2 separate regions of the Mus musculus genome follow, and region 1 is linked to region 2. A link is a contact called in public Hi-C data. All regions are on one chromosome and are shown on one strand. Each heading gives the region's core, a stretch centred on a gene start, on an enhancer-like site or on the middle of the called end of the contact. The rest is flanking DNA. Distances are from core to core; before and after follow the strand shown.

Evidence for each region. A called contact is a pair of places that touch in the nucleus more often than the background predicts.
Region 1: a contact with region 2 is called in a Hi-C map of bone marrow-derived macrophages, with 2.2 times the contacts expected there. The contact joins two enhancer-like sites. A contact is called at or near these places in 2 of 484 Hi-C or Micro-C datasets (both in bone marrow-derived macrophages) and 2 of 115 datasets of contacts at active chromatin or transcription factors (embryonic stem cells and microglia).

What each region holds. Positions count from the first base shown.
Region 1 is chr11:29,877,856-29,882,566 of GRCm38.p6, forward strand. It overlaps Eml6 (echinoderm microtubule associated protein like 6), which reads right to left. Exons shown (of 42, transcript NM_146016.2): 6 at 4,103-4,288; 7 at 2,792-2,927. Among named protein-coding and RNA genes, the nearest start is that of Gm22588, 31 kb to the left of the region's middle. Within about 2 kb of position 1,981, at least 55 of the 459 cell types and tissues checked have an H3K27ac peak or open chromatin away from gene starts, as enhancers often do. A contact at or near this core is called in bone marrow-derived macrophages, where this site is marked.
Region 2 is chr11:29,654,751-29,659,425 of GRCm38.p6, forward strand. No RefSeq gene overlaps it. Among named protein-coding and RNA genes, the nearest start is that of Gm12092, 11 kb to the left of the region's middle. Within about 2 kb of position 1,596, at least 22 of the 459 cell types and tissues checked have an H3K27ac peak or open chromatin away from gene starts, as enhancers often do. A contact at or near this core is called in bone marrow-derived macrophages, where this site is marked.

The sequences.
Region 1 (4,711 bases), core at 731-3,230, 220 kb after region 2:
ATGTGTCCTCTGGGATGGGTAAGAGAGAGTTAGAGACAACCCAAGCCAGGCACTGCAGCCAGCCTCCATAATTCCCAGGCAGGACCATGGAGCATAAGTAAATCTTATGCCCCAGTTCAGCTAATTTTTAATAAATAAAAAGGAAGAAACTGTGCCCTTCCCCAGCCTTGTGTGGGTGGGCTAAATCAGACCTTGTTTTCCCACAGTCAGCTAGCCCACCTAGGGTGGAGTCTTCAGACCTAGGTGAAGTCTATTGTCCTGCCAATTCTGCAGCTTCCTGCAAGAAGTCACTACCTGCTGAGAAGCTGAGCTTGTCTTCCAGAGAGATCCTGGCAAAGTGATGAGATTCTAGCCAAGTGGGGAATGGGTTCCCCCCTTTATACTCAGACTGAAGAATTAAAACATTAGGCCTTGATCAGAAACACTGTCTTGGTCGCATTCCTCTCCTGTCTGTCCTTCCCATATATCCCCAGCTTTCCTTTCAGGAACCCAGTTCTTCATGGCTGCTGGTGGATACAGACATTTAGTTAGTTATTTGTGTGTGTGTGTGCATATACATACATGCACATGCATAAATGCATATGTAGAATGCATATGAGGGTCAGATGTCAACTTACAGTAATCAGTTTTTTCTTCCTATCATGTGAGTTTCAGGGATTGAACTCAGGTCATCAGGATTGGCATCAAGTACTTTTTAAGGTTGAGCTATCTCACTGCTCCTGATTAATATCTTCAAACTTTAGACACAAAGTGAAAGACCAGGAAAAATTCAGACCCCCTAGCACCAAGAATGTAGGTTATCCAGTTCAGTGACCTTGTTCCAGGACCTGGCCGACCACAAAAGTTAGATTAAAGTCTTGAGAACAATCTTGAGAAGCAGGGAGTTTCCCCTTGTGATTTTTAGTACCCGCTTGTGATTCTTCACTCGTATTTTCCGCATTTTCCAATAATACCCTCCCTTCCCCCTTGGGTTGTGTTTCTTTCCTTTAAATATCCCCTTTCCCAGCTACTCAGGGTCGAACTCCTCTACCCCTGCGTGGGATACGAGTTGACCCCAGTGGGCTGGTTCCTGTCAATAAACCTTGTGCAATTGCAGCAAGGACGGTCTCTTGTGAGACCATCCTTCTTGGGGGGGTCGCGTCATCCTGAGACTTGAGTGAGGTTCTCCCCTCTTCGGGGGTCTTTCAAAAGTAGCAAGTATGGTGTTATAGAATTAGAACATGACCTTTAAAATGTTCTTGCTGAATGTTTAGAAAGTCTTTTTAATAAAATGGAAAATAAAATCAAAACCCCAGAAAAGAACCACAAAACATAGTTTCCATGCAAATGAGGTCAACAGTCATTGTCACCCAACAGCAAAAAGGGGGGGAGGGAATTCATGCATATCAAAAGTCCATCTGAAGATAAAGTCACTCCTATAGTTTTACATTCACATTGAGACCAAGGCAATCCTGATACTGTTTTGCCTGAATCTGTTCCTCTCAAATGTGCTTTACTTCCATGTTTGAAGCAGGGAGTAGGCAGAGCAGAAGGTTAAGATCTCTCTGCGTGTGGGACAGTGTGTAAGGATCTGCTGTCCCCTCTGTCTCCTCCTGTCTGTTCTGCTCCTCCACACCCTCCTTCTAGCCTTGCTTACCCTCACTCTGCAAACACTCAAGAGGGTGGGTGTCTGGAGTTATTTGGTTGAAAGATTTTGCTTTTTTTAAAATGTGACTCTTAGAAAACTAACTTGCTTCTACATATTTATATATTCTTCTGAATAAAGCTGCTTAAAACCACATGATATTATAGAGAATTTAAGGACCTTGACTTTGTCCTAATTGACAGAGTAAAGTAGGAACCAAATTCTACAACTTTCTAAGAAGCCCGGTGTTAGGTATCCACAACTCCCTAAGATAGAATCAGTGCAGTCTCCAGAAGAGCTGTGAGGCATTTTTTATAGTGAATGGCAGAAGGAAGGATGTAGCCTGTGGTGTGACATGAGTCACTATGTGAATGGCAGAAGGAAGAAGGTAGCTTGTGGTATAAGATGAATCACAACATCCAGCTCATTGCTCTGTTGCTAAATTTAAAAATAAAATTTGATTGGAAACAACACTGCTTAGGGAAGATAGCCTGAGGACATACGGTACATGTTTTCTTCTCTCTGCTCTCTGATGTCTACCCTAGCCACTTCAGTGCTACAAGTGGACACAGGTTTATTTTCAGAGGCTACACACTGTCACATTTATTGACTGTCTTGTCCAGAAATTCTTCATTTCATCACTGAAAATAATCCCATATTCTGGGAAACCGTTCAGCTTTTTCACTGTAATGTTATCATCTGTCTTTGCTACAGGATCACTGTAGCTTTATGCCAAGCAGGGGAAAAGCTATCTACTCATTTTCAACATACTTTGGAGCTTGTATTCAATATTTTTATGTAAACCCTTAAAGTCTTCATAGAACAAAGCAAATACTGTCAGGTAGAATATAAAATTTACATAATTAATTCTTTAAAAAACTTTCACTTTATAAGTGATATGTCTCATGCATGTGTGTGTACTATGTGTATACCTAATATACACAGAAGCAAGAAGGAGACACAAGGTCCCTGGAACTGGAATTACAGGCACTCATGAGGCGCCCTGTGGGTGGTGTGAACTGTATCCAGATCTTCTGTGAATGCTCCTAATAGCTGAGCTGTCTCTCTAGCCCTTATATTTACTTCTTTCTCTTAAACAGAAACACACAACTTGACATTGTACATAACCTTCTTAGAGCACATGGTAAGTACTAACACACATTTTACCTTTATATCCTTGTTCCGTCTCCCTGAGATCAATTTTGGTTATTGGTTTGAAATCAGTGTCCCATAATCGTATGCAACCATCTCGCCCACCAGTAGCAAAGCCTTCTTCACAAGCATACAGGCTGAAGATCCCAGCCTGTCAATTATAAGAGGTAGAATTCAATCCCACAGTCACAAATGTCATTGTTGCTGAATCTCCATGATTAAAAATAACAGAGCAAAACTAATTAAAGCAAATGCTGTTTTCTGTTGAAATCTGACAGCAGATCAACATACTTCATCTCAGCTGGATTGCAGTAATTACAGCCACCACCAGGAAGCAAAGCAATTCCAACACATCTAATTTGATAACATTGTTACCGCTACCACCCAAAATGTTAGTTATGAGTGCCTTAGTAAAAGCAGATACAGAATCACATTTCTATATGACAACTGAGTCTTCTGAAACAAAGACATTACAAAGGTGGCACACTTAAGTCATAAATTAACGAAGTAGAGACACAGACTAGGGGCATGGTGCCATACCATTTACAAGTATAGGGGTATCTGAGGCAGATCTCAGCTTTTCAGGATGGTGTCACTTTTGACAAACCAAAAACTACAAATAGCATCATGTCAGCATTGTGTACTATTGCATGACTCCCTTTTCATATTTAAAATACCTTGACCCTTATTTTACTTGATTTTTTAAAAGCTGTTATGTCACATTATGCTGACAGAGAGAAACTTATTGCTGAGGCAGCAGATCATTTAACGAATGAAGACAAATTCTGACCTCTTAATTATTTTAAGAGTCATTTGGCAATGAAACCAAGACAAATGGCTTTCACCGTAGATGACTGGGAAGACTCTAAAGTGTCTAAACTATTTCACTGAGTTGTCTAAGGTTTTCTTCATGGGAAGAGTAATGAGGTCTGGGGATGCAGCTTAATGACAGAGGTCTTGCCTAGTGTGTGAGGCTCTGGGTTCAATCTGCAGCACTAAAAGTGGTAACAGTGAATGAATTTGAAGGTATTAACACTAATCAGCTAGTTTAAAGTTAAGGTGAAGGGTGGATTTAGTATGGATTCCCCCCCCAGGTGAGAAATCTTCATGAATCATTTCATGTATGTGTATGTATGTGTATGTATATGTGTATGTGTATGCTTATGTGTATGTGTATACAACTGTTTGAAGTCTAACTGTAAAGCAAAGGGCAGAAACAGAGAGATGTGTGGCCTTAACCCATTCAGTACATCATCCACATTACATCAATCCATATTACATCATCCCTCATTACATCATCTCAGAGCCCCATATAGCAATACTCACACTATGTGCTCCTTGAATAGTGCGGACTAAGGTGAGCCCTTTCCAGACATAGATGTCACCGTTTAAAGCACCAGAGTAAGTGATGTCTTCTTTGGCACATGCAAGGCAAAGGATAGTCTGAAGATCTCCTGTTTTGCCAAATATGCCTCTTTTTGCAGTCAGGGCATTTCCACATAGTGTCCAAAACTAGGAAATAATAAAATAAATATATGCTGAAATAGAGTACTCTATATTCATTCCATTATTAGTATTTTCAGTAATTTTACAGAATATACTTTATCTGAACTGAACATAAATAAATTGTTTCTCTGTGTCATTAGAGAAACACAAAAACCCCTGCATACTCTAGAAGCATAAGAAAAACTCACAACGATATTTTTTAACTTTAAAAGCTCCAAAATTTCAAAATGTTAATGTTTAATGGCATTTAAATGACCCCAGTGTTCACAGAATAGAACTGGTCTTTTATCAAATGAATATAGATTGCAGAAAAGTTCAGAAATGTAGATAAGTATAAAGAGAAAGCCACATCTACAGCACATGCCTGTAATCTTAGCACTTGGGAGGCAGCGGAAGGAGGAACATTGCACACGGGAGGCTAGCCTGGTC
Region 2 (4,675 bases), core at 346-2,845:
GTTCATGCTGACATGAGGGTGATATAGCTGTCTTATGAGAGGCTCTGCCAGAGCCTGACATATGCAGATGCGGATACTTGCAGCCAGCCATTGAACTGATCACAGAGTCCCCAATGGAGGAATTAGAGAAAGACCTGAAGGAGCTGAAAGGGTTTGCAACCCCTTAGGAAGAACAACAATACCAACCAACCAGAGTTCCCAGGGTCTAAACCACCAACCAAGGAGTACACATGGAGGGACCCATGGCTTCAGCCCCATATGTAGCAGAGGACAGCCTTGTCGGGCATCAATGGGAGAAGAGGCCCTTGGTCCTGTGAAGACCCAGATGCCCCAGTGTAGGGGAATGCGTGGGCAGGGAGTTGGGGGTGAGTGGGTGGAGGCACACCCTCACAAGCAGGAGGAGGGGGGATGGGATAGGGGGCTTCTGGGGGGGGGCATTGGGAAAGGGGATAACATTTGAAATATAAATAAATAAAATATCCAATAAAATTTTAAAAAATGTGCAATTGCCAACAAATGCCGCTTTTAGACCCCGGGGAAGTCCCACTTTTAGAGAAGTACCCTGGGACTTTCTTGAGATCTGATGGATCACATGAGTGCCACACCCACTCCAGTGAAGTCTGTGTGGCAAGTCCAAAAGCTTGACTGCAGTCCTGAGGCAAAAAGTTTCATGGAAACTGGTCTCCTGGAGCCTTGGCATCCTGTAACACAAATGTTCCAGATATGCCCTTGCGATAGTCGGTGAAGGGTTTAAAGTGTTTCCTTTCAGTATTGTTTTACTATAGGTGCCCCCAAAGAATGATTTGACAAATAGCTAAGTTAGATTAAACTTTGCTTCCTGACCTTCACCAATGTCCTGATGTCCTAGGCAGTCCTTGAGCCGACCCTGGGCTTGGAATTTCATAAGAATGTTACTCATTCAGACAAAATGCCTTCAGTGTTGATAGTTAGAAATCAAGCATTGCAGTTTGCTGGATAGGAGCTAGAAATCTCAGGGCTAGTTCAACAAAGTAAACTTAGAATTCTCATTATGGACATGAATGGCAGGCTACATTACATAATTGTAGAAAGAAGGTAGGTTGTGGTTTAAGGAGGAACTAGAGTATTGTATTATTCATGAAAAGGTTAGTAGAAAGGAACTTCCCAGGTGCATGTTTTTCTCTAGGCCCAGAGGAATAGCATAATTAGGTATTTACTAAAGGGTCCCTGGTGGTGGGTTTAACAATAGACTAGAATTGCATGTGGGCATATTAGCCCTTTCACCTGGCTCCTGTGAATAGTTGATTTTAGATAGGGCTGATCTTATCTCAGTTGTAAACATTGCCTGATTCCTGGTAGCTTTTATGTGTGCATTTTCTCTGTTTTGTGTAAAGAGCCATTATGCATCTCAATGTACCCTGGCTGATGTATCACCTAACTTCCTTGTTTTCTTCTGTAATATAAGTCTGATACTTGCTTTGAGAAATTACATTCAGATACAGCACTCTCTTTGGTGTCCATGTCTGTTAGTCATCCCCCCCCCCTTGTCCACCTGAGAGCCAGGACCCTGAATTCTCTGGTTGAGGGACTGACTGGGTCCAGTCTGTGGCACATGAGCACCCACAGGGCCACTGCTCTTGACTGTCACCAGTCTAGGGCACTCTGGGGAAGCCACTGTGACATCTTTAAGTCTTCAAACTTGCAGAAAGAATTGTGTGGCAAAGGCTCCACACTTCAGTATTGATAGGCTTCCACACAGGATTGGGGGTGTGGTTCATGTGATCAGGGATTTTTGCAGCTCTGCCTGTTTGATTAGAGAGGGAGCTGGATGTCTTGGAGAAGGCTACACTTGTAGCTCTCAATGTCTAACCAGGGAAGAACAGACATGTGGCTTGTCAAAGTCTCCAGCTTAGCGAGAAACAGTAATTCCTTGGTTGGTTCACTTCCAACTAGGTCCTGCCAACTTACCCTTTTCCAGACAAGTCTAAAAAGCAGGAAATATCCTGGTATCTAGGACAATCTAAATGTTTGCAGTTTTGTAAATCTTGGATTCCTTCACAGGAAATGCTCTAATATGGGTGTGTGTTGAGTCATTTTAGAGCAACATGTTACTAGGATAAATGCTGTAGATAGAACTCTAGAATAGCCTTATTAAAATAAACCATTATGTCACTCGGTCTGAATAAAATGCAGTATGAGCAAGCACAGTGACTAGGCTAGAAAGAACAGTGATAATTGTCTTACACAGAGCTAAGTGTCAGGCCCTATTCTACGTTCTTTATATTACATTATTCAAACCTCACCAGAATCCTACAAATTCAGCCACAGTTATTCACATTTTACAGACAATTAAACTGCAGTATGAATAAGTCAATAAATTAACTCCATGTTATGCATGTAACAGGTGGTAAGAGAAATGCTCAGAGGTGGTTGTTTATCCCAGGAGCTTCTGATGTTAGCCACAAATGAGAACCCCACAATTTCAAAGTTAATGTCTAGCCAACACCCAAGTAGTAAGAACCCTCCAGGTCAAAGTTTTGAAATAGCATCTTCCATCAGCAAAAGCCATACTACTTGATAAAATGGCAATTCACAGCCTGAAACAGCAAGTCTGAATTCACAAAAGGAAGCAGAACTACCATCAGACATGGTGATGAAGATGTCAGAGATGTCTAGGACAGTTTCAAATGACTCCAGAGCCACCTCAAAGAGGTAATACTTTGAATATTAATAGGAATAACAGTGATAAAATGAACCATATCAAATACGTTTAGATCTGTGAGCTCATAGCACTAAAAATAGTCATGTTCAGAGGATGATGGGAAAGCAATTCATTACTCAACTCAGAAGCTGGTAAATAAGTGCTACCATTTTTTGCTGGCTGCCTTGTGTAGACCGTGTCCTGAAGTAACTATTAGTACAAGAGATTGAAAGAGTAATAAACTCAATGCTCCAAGGTATGCTAATCATAAAGCAGATAGTGACATTCCTTCCTCCACCCACCCGCTTCCTGGGTTTAAAGAGTGTTCATTCAAAGAAAGTCACCCTGACCCACCCTGACCATTGCTGGAACCCACTATGCAAAGGTGCTATTGCTAGGGGCTCTTAGATTGTTAGGGGCTCTTAGAAACTGTCTTGAGAGATAACCTGACACTTGTGTCTTTGCACTTCCTTGTGACTCTTAACTGGTATTTTTGGTATTTTCCAACAACGCCCTTCCCACCTCCTTGAGTTGTGGTTCCTTCCTTTAAATACCCCCTTACTCAGCTACTCGGGGCGCCACGGTCCTCTACCCCTGCGTGGTGTATGACCGTGGGCCCGAGAGCGCTCTTGAATAAAAATCCTCTTGCAATTTGCAGCAAGACCGTTTCTCGTTGGTGATTTTGGGGTGTCGCCTCTCCTGAGTCAGAACGTGGGGGAGTCCTCACGTTGTGGGTCTTTCAAGATGAGACAGAGTTGGAGCATAGGCTGAATATATCTTGTCTGAAATATTCTGAGATGTTATCTGAGTCAGGTGTGGAATTTTCCATGTGTACCAAGTTGATGCCCAAAGTTTAAGACTTTAAAGACTTCTGGTTTTTGGATTAGGATGCTGAGCCTCGATCATCTTTCTACATGCCCTAAAAGATCAGTGTCACTAGGCTTTGAGGAGAACTGATTGCTAACACAAGAAAACCACAGATGGCCAAGCAATCTGTGCCTCCCGGTAGTCAAAAAAGAACATGCCCCCCCCCCCCATAAAAATTGTCCAAAATAAGCAAAATCTTGGACACCACAAAGCTTTTCATTCCAACTTCCAATTCCAGAAAGATTATGGGAAAGGGAACATCTCACACGCTCGCAGAGGCCAGAGGTGTTGGAGTTACAAGTGAGTTATGAGTTGACTGACATGGGTCCTAGGAATTGAACTTGGGTCCTCAGCAAGAGCAGTACATGCTCTTGATAGCTGAGTTGTGTCTCCAGCCCAAAAAGTGGTTATTTTTAAAAGTTTTTCTGTAGATTTATTTTAAAATAATATGCTGTAATGAATAGATTGTACCAGAACTGATCATTCCTGGCATTAGGGGGTGGCTCATAGAGGTTGTCACTATTTTTTCCACTATTGTGTTATGTTGGTGATCATTATGATACATTTTTAACTGAATGCTGACATGTGCATTGTACAAAATGCACACTGATTCTGACCTAAGAGTTCATGGATAATTTGATCCAAAATATTTAGAAAAGGGTTGGTTATACCATAAATTTATTTATTTCCTATTTTAGCGTTTTTCAAACTGGGTCTTACTCTGTAGCACTGGATGGCCTGGACTTGCTATCTAGAATAATCTGGCTTCAATTTTTATAGCAATCCTTCTGCCTCTGTCTCCCAAGTATTGTGATCACAGACACACCCACTACTCCTAGCCTATCAGCTGCTTTATATCACCCACAAGGTTATTTTCTTTATATGTTATCCAGTGTTATGGAAAAGATGGGTTTGAGTAGCTATTGTTTTATTTATTTATTTATTTTTGGTTAGAATTTTTTATTATATATTTATTTACATTTCAAATGTTATCCACTTTTCTCATTTCCCCTCTGAAAACCTCCCTATCCCATCCCCCCTCCCCCTGCTTACTAAGCCACCCATGCCAGCTTCCCTGTCCTGGCACACCGCTACACTGGGGCATAGAGCCTTCACAGGACCAAGTGC